Linked DNA regions of Sus scrofa: region 2 is linked to region 1. The links are chromatin contacts, called in public Hi-C maps. All regions are on one chromosome and are shown on one strand. Each heading gives the region's core, a stretch centred on a gene start, on an enhancer-like site or on the middle of the called end of the contact. The rest is flanking DNA. Distances are from core to core; before and after follow the strand shown.

Region 1 (2,700 bases), core at 4-2,503:
AAAAAAAAAAAAAAAAAAAAAAACCCCATCTCCCGGTTACCTAGCATAGACGCGAGGTATTTCAAACCTGGATGAAACCCATTTGTGTCTAGCATAGACGAGAGGTATTTTAAACCTGGATGAAACCCATTTGTGTCTAGCATAGACGCGAGGTATTTCAAACCTGGATGAAACCCATTTGTGTCTCCGGAGAATTTACCCAAATTACCAGATGTCTGTCACCTCCTGCTTCCCAGCGCACCCACTCTTTTGGCCCTTTTGCCAAGGTTTCCTCTGAGGAAGCCGCTCCTTTCAGAGACCAGACCATCACACCAGCCACGTTTTAAACTTTTTATTTGCATATTAAAAAAATTGTGCATTCCAATAATTAAAATCATTTGAACAAAAAAAAATGGCACTCTGATTAAACTGCATTTTACAGCCCGCAGGACACCTTGGACCAGCTCGCTTTTTACTCTAAATTCCACCCAGCTTCCTCCTTCACCAACATGCAAGTTCTTTTCCTTCCCTGCCAGCCACCCAGGCAGATGGGAGAGGCAGGCGCGGCCTTCGTGTCAGTAGTTCGCCATTCTTTGATGTGAAAAGGGGCAGCACAGTCATTTAAACTTGATCCAACCTCTTTGCATCTTACAAAGTTAAACAGCTAAAAGAAGTAAAATAAGAAGGCAATGCTTGTGGAATGTACAGTGCATACTGGCGGCGCGCGCCTCATTACGACTCGCCTGCTTGCTTCTCCTGTTCAATCGCTGTGACCGGAAAGAAAAAGACAAAAAGAAAAAGAAGATGGAGGAGGCTGACGAGGCGAATTCAGTATAGCCTAGGATAGGAGTCCCGTACTTTCGTTTTAAAACATCTTTATCACAAAAATTCTCCAAGGACAACTGAGGCAGCCCATCATGCGATATGTGCATGAACCTGAACATGTGTAAATATGGTCTGTTACACATTCCATTAGGAAATTATTAAACCCCTGTGTTTGTTGGCTGCAAAACGCTTTTAAATTAACCTTTCCAAGCCATATTCATCAAAAACCTGTGGGCTCCTCCCCCGCACACCCCGCCCCCCACCCCAATTCTTCTCCCAGCCCCTCCCAAGCTCTCCTACCCGCCCCGCCCTGGCTTTTTCTTAAAGGGGGTGGGGGGGGCTTGCTTACTTTCTTTTGAAGGCAGTGGATTTTTCTCTTGCGTTTCTGTCTTCTTCAATTTCGACTTATCGAATTTCTCAATCTCAGCCATATCGGGTTTGTCAGACATGGTTGCAGAGGACGCTGCAAAGGTACAAAGCCAAGAGGGAGGTTGACGGCGAGCCACCCACCCTCGGCTCTCCGGGCCCAGAAATGCGCTTCTGCCCTTGCCTCTCCCGCCTGAAACCCCAACTCAGCCTCCTTCCGCTTTCACTCTGGGCTAAAAAAGATCTTCCTCTTTCTACAGAGAAAAAAAAAAAAAAAAAGAAGCCTCCCCCCCCCGCCCCACCTCCTTTGAGTATTTCAAAAGGCCGGGGACCGAGCCGAGGCTCTTCTAAGGTGAGATAAACTCTCACATTTGGAGGCTGTCTCTTTCGGAACAATGAAATTAAGCCTTGTGGCTCGTTAACTGCAGCGTTTCAACTTCAGAGAAGAGCGTAGCCGTTTGGCGTTTAAGGGCAAGAAAATCGAGTAAAACTTCTTAAAATGAAGCCACGGTGGCACAAAGCGTTTCCATTTTCTATCCACGGCCTCTCTCCCAAAGATGCGGGCTGCCCTGCTTTCTTCTCTAGTCACAAAGGCGGCAGCTGCTGCCGGGCGCCGCCGACCACCGCCCTACCCGCTTCCTCCCTCTCTCGCTCAACAATGCAGCCAGCCGCGCACAAAGCTGCCCCCGCACCCTCTGGATCAACCCTGATCTGCATTTCAGAGCCATTCGGCTGCACCGCACACATTGCCCTGCGAGAAGGACCTTTGCAACATTTCACAGCACAGCCTCCAGCCGCCTTAAACCCCAACAGATGCAGCCCACGGGGCTGGAGGCAAAACGGGATTGCGAAGCCCCGCGCTTGGGTGGGTGTGAGCTGGAACAAAGGATCTTTCTGTTCCTATTAATCACCCGCCTAAGAGGCAAGGCAGAACGCCTTTGGGGGAAGGGAAAAAATGTTCCCTTCGAAGCTGCATAGCAAAACGCCAGTTTTCACTTAAAAAAAAGAAAAAAAATCACCGAGTTCCCGACCCGGCTACCCAGCATCTGGAAGGGTTTGGCATCCCCAAGCTCCCCAAAGCAGCCTTTTCCCGGGAGGACGACTCAGGCTCGGCTGTGGGGATGCTGGCGGGGAGAGCGGGCGCGGGGCAGGAAGGGGAGCGGAGGGCAGGAGGCAGGGGCCCCGGGGCTCACCGGAGCGAGGCGCGAGCGAGAGGAATCCGGTCTACGCAGTGGCCGCCGCCGAGTGCCGGGCGGGGCGCAGTGGCTGTCGCTATATGCGCGCTCCTATGTAAATGAGGTGATGTCACCCGCCGGCCCGCTTAACCCCTTCGCGCCGGGTCCCCGGAACGGCGGAACGGCGTCCGGGCCCTGCCTGGCGTTGAGGGGGAGGGGGGCTGGGCCCGGGGGAGGGGGCGCCACCCGGCGTCCACCCGTGCACCTAACCGCAGTGAGGGTGAAAAATAAAATGCGTGTAGCCCACCCTGCAACGCTTCCTTTATAATGCATTTTCCCCCTTCTCTGTTCTGTC
Region 2 (2,922 bases), core at 242-2,741, 150 kb before region 1:
AAGTCAAAAAAGGAAACATCAAATTTAATTTAAAGAAAAACAACAACAACAGAAATTGTCTGAAAAAACAATGGAGCAAATCAACTCCTGAAAAGGAGTGCTGCATCTTGGTGATCCCATTAGTTGAAGAAAACAAACAAACAAACAAATGCCATTTAGCTTAAGACTTTCTGAGTTATTTGCAAATCGACGTATTTCAGGAGTGGAAGAATTCTTGGTGATTTCTTAATATCAAAATGTATGCAGATTTCTCTTTTGGGTATCTTCTACATTTAAGGAGGCAATCACATGCCATCTCCCGTTTCCACACAGGATAAATTCTTTGTTCCAGGCAACTCTCGAGGGCAGGGTAACTAGCACGACACTATCTCCCCAGACAGAGAGCAGTGGAATATTCCATTTTGTTGATTTATATTGTTCTTCATACATTTCTTCATCAATTTCCACAGCTGTCACAGTTTCTTCCACATCTCCCAATATTATATTTAAGTTCTGATCATAAGCATGTCACCTACCTCGAAGCTCTCTGTCGTTTCTCATTTTCACATAGATTTGCTCATCCAGGCTGAGCCTGATGAGATTCAGGGGCTCTTCTGCAATGTTGGGAGTTTGTTGCTGGTCCACGTCGTCTGCCGTGTTTCAAACCCTGCCTGACTCTCTCTTTTTTTTTCGGTCTTTTTGCCATTTCTTGGGCCACTCCCGTGGCAGATGGAGGTTCCCAGGCTAGGGGTCTAATCGGAGCTGTAGCCACCGGCCTATGCCAGAGCCACAGCAACACGGGATCCGAGCCATGTCTGCAACCTACACCACAGCTCACGGCAACACCAGATCCTTAACCCACTGAGCAAGGGCAGGGACCGAACCCGCCACCTCATGGTTCCTAGACAGATTCGTTAACCACTGCGCCACGACGGGAACTTCTCTTCTTAATCCATGTTATTCTGCAGCCATAGATTAGAGCCATTCTGTGCCTCATAAACGGAGGCAGCTGGGAGCAGGGGAAGGAGGGCTGAGCATGAAATCAGATCTGGGTTTGAGTCTTGACTAACTCTTGGGGTAGCTGGGTGACCCCAGATCTACCAGGTAAGCTCTCCCATTCTGTGTTGCTGTAGCTGAGAAATGTACCGAACAATATCCGACTCAGCCCTGTTTCCTCTCTCCAACTTGACCGTGAGCAACACAAAAGCAAAGACAGGGTTATCTGTCCCTTTGGTCTACTCCATGTGACCTGCCGATCATCCCCAACAAGCTAAGGAAATACTTGCACAACTGGGGTTGGGAGGAAGAAAGGGACAAAGCAAGTCATGACTCTAGGGCTCAGGAGAAATGGAAAACTCAGAATTCTTTCTTTGCCATTTTCTTCCAGTCTGTGTTTACTTGGCCTAAGGACAGAGGATTGCAGCAATGTTTTTGAGTGTCAGCAGGAGGGTGATGTTTGTGCAAGCCAGTGAAACTCAAAAGATGCTCAGAGAGTTTGGAAATCCATGTGCCTGACAACCAGGGAACGAGGCTGCTAGCACCAGAGCCTGACACTGCCCATCTTGGAATGCACGAAGGAACACTCGCTGGTAAATGAGGTTTGCTAGGAATTAAACCCTCCGAAGAATGATGTGCTGTGCGAACATGTTGGATATGGATTGTTGTGGTTGTCCTAGGCCCCCAGGAGGGGATTATGGGAAGACTTCGGTTAAACGCCACAGACTAAACCATTTTTCTGCCTTCCCTTGTCAATAGGTCCCATGTGAAGGTTGCTATGGGAAATACTCTCTCCTGAGACAGGAGCCTGGAAGGTTCCAGCAGCAGTGCTATTATGCTCAGGGACAGGGTCCTCTGGGATTTCATCCAAGCTGCAGAAAAATCATCCAAGCTGTAGAAAGACAGCTTCGTGGGCGGGGAGCAGGAAGAGAGTATTTCATAAACAAAACTAACAGAATTGGGTGTTTATTCCCATAAAGTGGTAGGAAAAAAAAAACAAAAAAACAAAACTCAAGAAGGCTATGACTTTGAATCAGCACAACTAACTTTTAAGCTCGCATATGCTCAGGAATGCTTGTGTTTCATCTTGAGAGAGTTCATTTTCTTTTCTTTGTTTTTTGCAAGCAACCTCTATGTTATTACTTTTTATTTTTAAGTACAGAGATTTTTCATGATCATATTCTCACATCTCTCCTTTTTTCACTTTGGAGAGAGTTCATTTTCAAGTCATTTCTTGGGACCGCTAGGCATGAAAAGTAGGCTGCCAGCAGGAAGCCGGTACCATGAGAGGCACCAAGGTCTTTGGAGAGAGCACCATTTTGGGTCAAAATGAATGTTTAACCGGGAGACTGATGACATATGTACAGAAAACTCAGAGCACCCTGGTGAATGGAAGTTGCGACTAACTCTTGGGGCTGAGAAAGGGCTCTGGAACAAACCTACAGCAGTAAGTGGAAGAAAGATCAAGGAAATGCCTTCAGTGGATTTTCTAGAAGCAGAACTTGTGACCCAGGATTTAGATGCCTGGAGTGACTGAGGTAGTGCCCTCAGGAGAAAAGGAACAAGGGAGGCAAGGGAGAGCAAGGCAAGGGTTCCACCGCAGCTTAGCCTCTGTGTGGTCCAACGGGGACCTCTGGAACATGAAGAACACCACAGAGGTCCACCTGAGGCAAGAGGGTCCACCTTTGGGGTCCCCTGCTCTGGGCTGCTGGGAGACAGTGAGGTACATCACCTCCCGGATAAGGCAACTCCCTTTGGCCAGCAAGTATCTGGAGGAAGGGGCAGCTGAGAGCGTTCCGTGGCTGGGGGATGGGCCAGCCCAATAAAGGGGGTGTGAGTGAGGCACCACCAGAACTGACTCTAGTTGCTTATGCAAAGCCACATCTTGGGAAGTGACACGGTCAAGACCAAAACCCATCTCTCAGCCTTGCTGCTGGCTCATCAAGT

Evidence for each region. A called contact is a pair of places that touch in the nucleus more often than the background predicts.
Region 2: a contact with region 1 is called in a Hi-C map of retroperitoneal adipose tissue, with 2.7 times the contacts expected there. The contact joins the enhancer-like site here to the promoter of TMSB4X in region 1. A contact is called at or near these places in 1 of 5 promoter capture datasets (liver), 8 of 47 Hi-C or Micro-C datasets (embryonic fibroblasts, heart right ventricle, mesenteric adipose tissue and 5 more) and 2 of 2 datasets of contacts at active chromatin or transcription factors (alveolar macrophages and skeletal muscle).

What each region holds. Positions count from the first base shown.
Region 1 is chrX:9,649,279-9,651,978 of Sscrofa11.1, reverse strand. It overlaps TMSB4X (thymosin beta 4, X-linked), which reads right to left and starts at 1,253. Exons shown (of 2, transcript NM_001044555.1): 1 at 1,154-1,253; 2 at 712-746. The coding sequence starts at 1,253. The coding sequence ends at 712. It overlaps LOC100511794 (a long non-coding RNA gene), which reads left to right and starts at 2,576. Exons shown (of 3, transcript XR_002340577.1): 1 at 2,576-2,700.
Region 2 is chrX:9,798,865-9,801,786 of Sscrofa11.1, reverse strand. The region is part of intron 2 of LOC110257721 (a long non-coding RNA gene); the gene reads right to left. Among named protein-coding and RNA genes, the nearest start is that of TMSB4X, 150 kb to the right of the region's middle. Within about 2 kb of position 1,491, at least 10 of the 83 cell types and tissues checked have an H3K27ac peak or open chromatin away from gene starts, as enhancers often do. A contact at or near this core is called in omental adipose tissue, retroperitoneal adipose tissue and skeletal muscle, where this site is marked.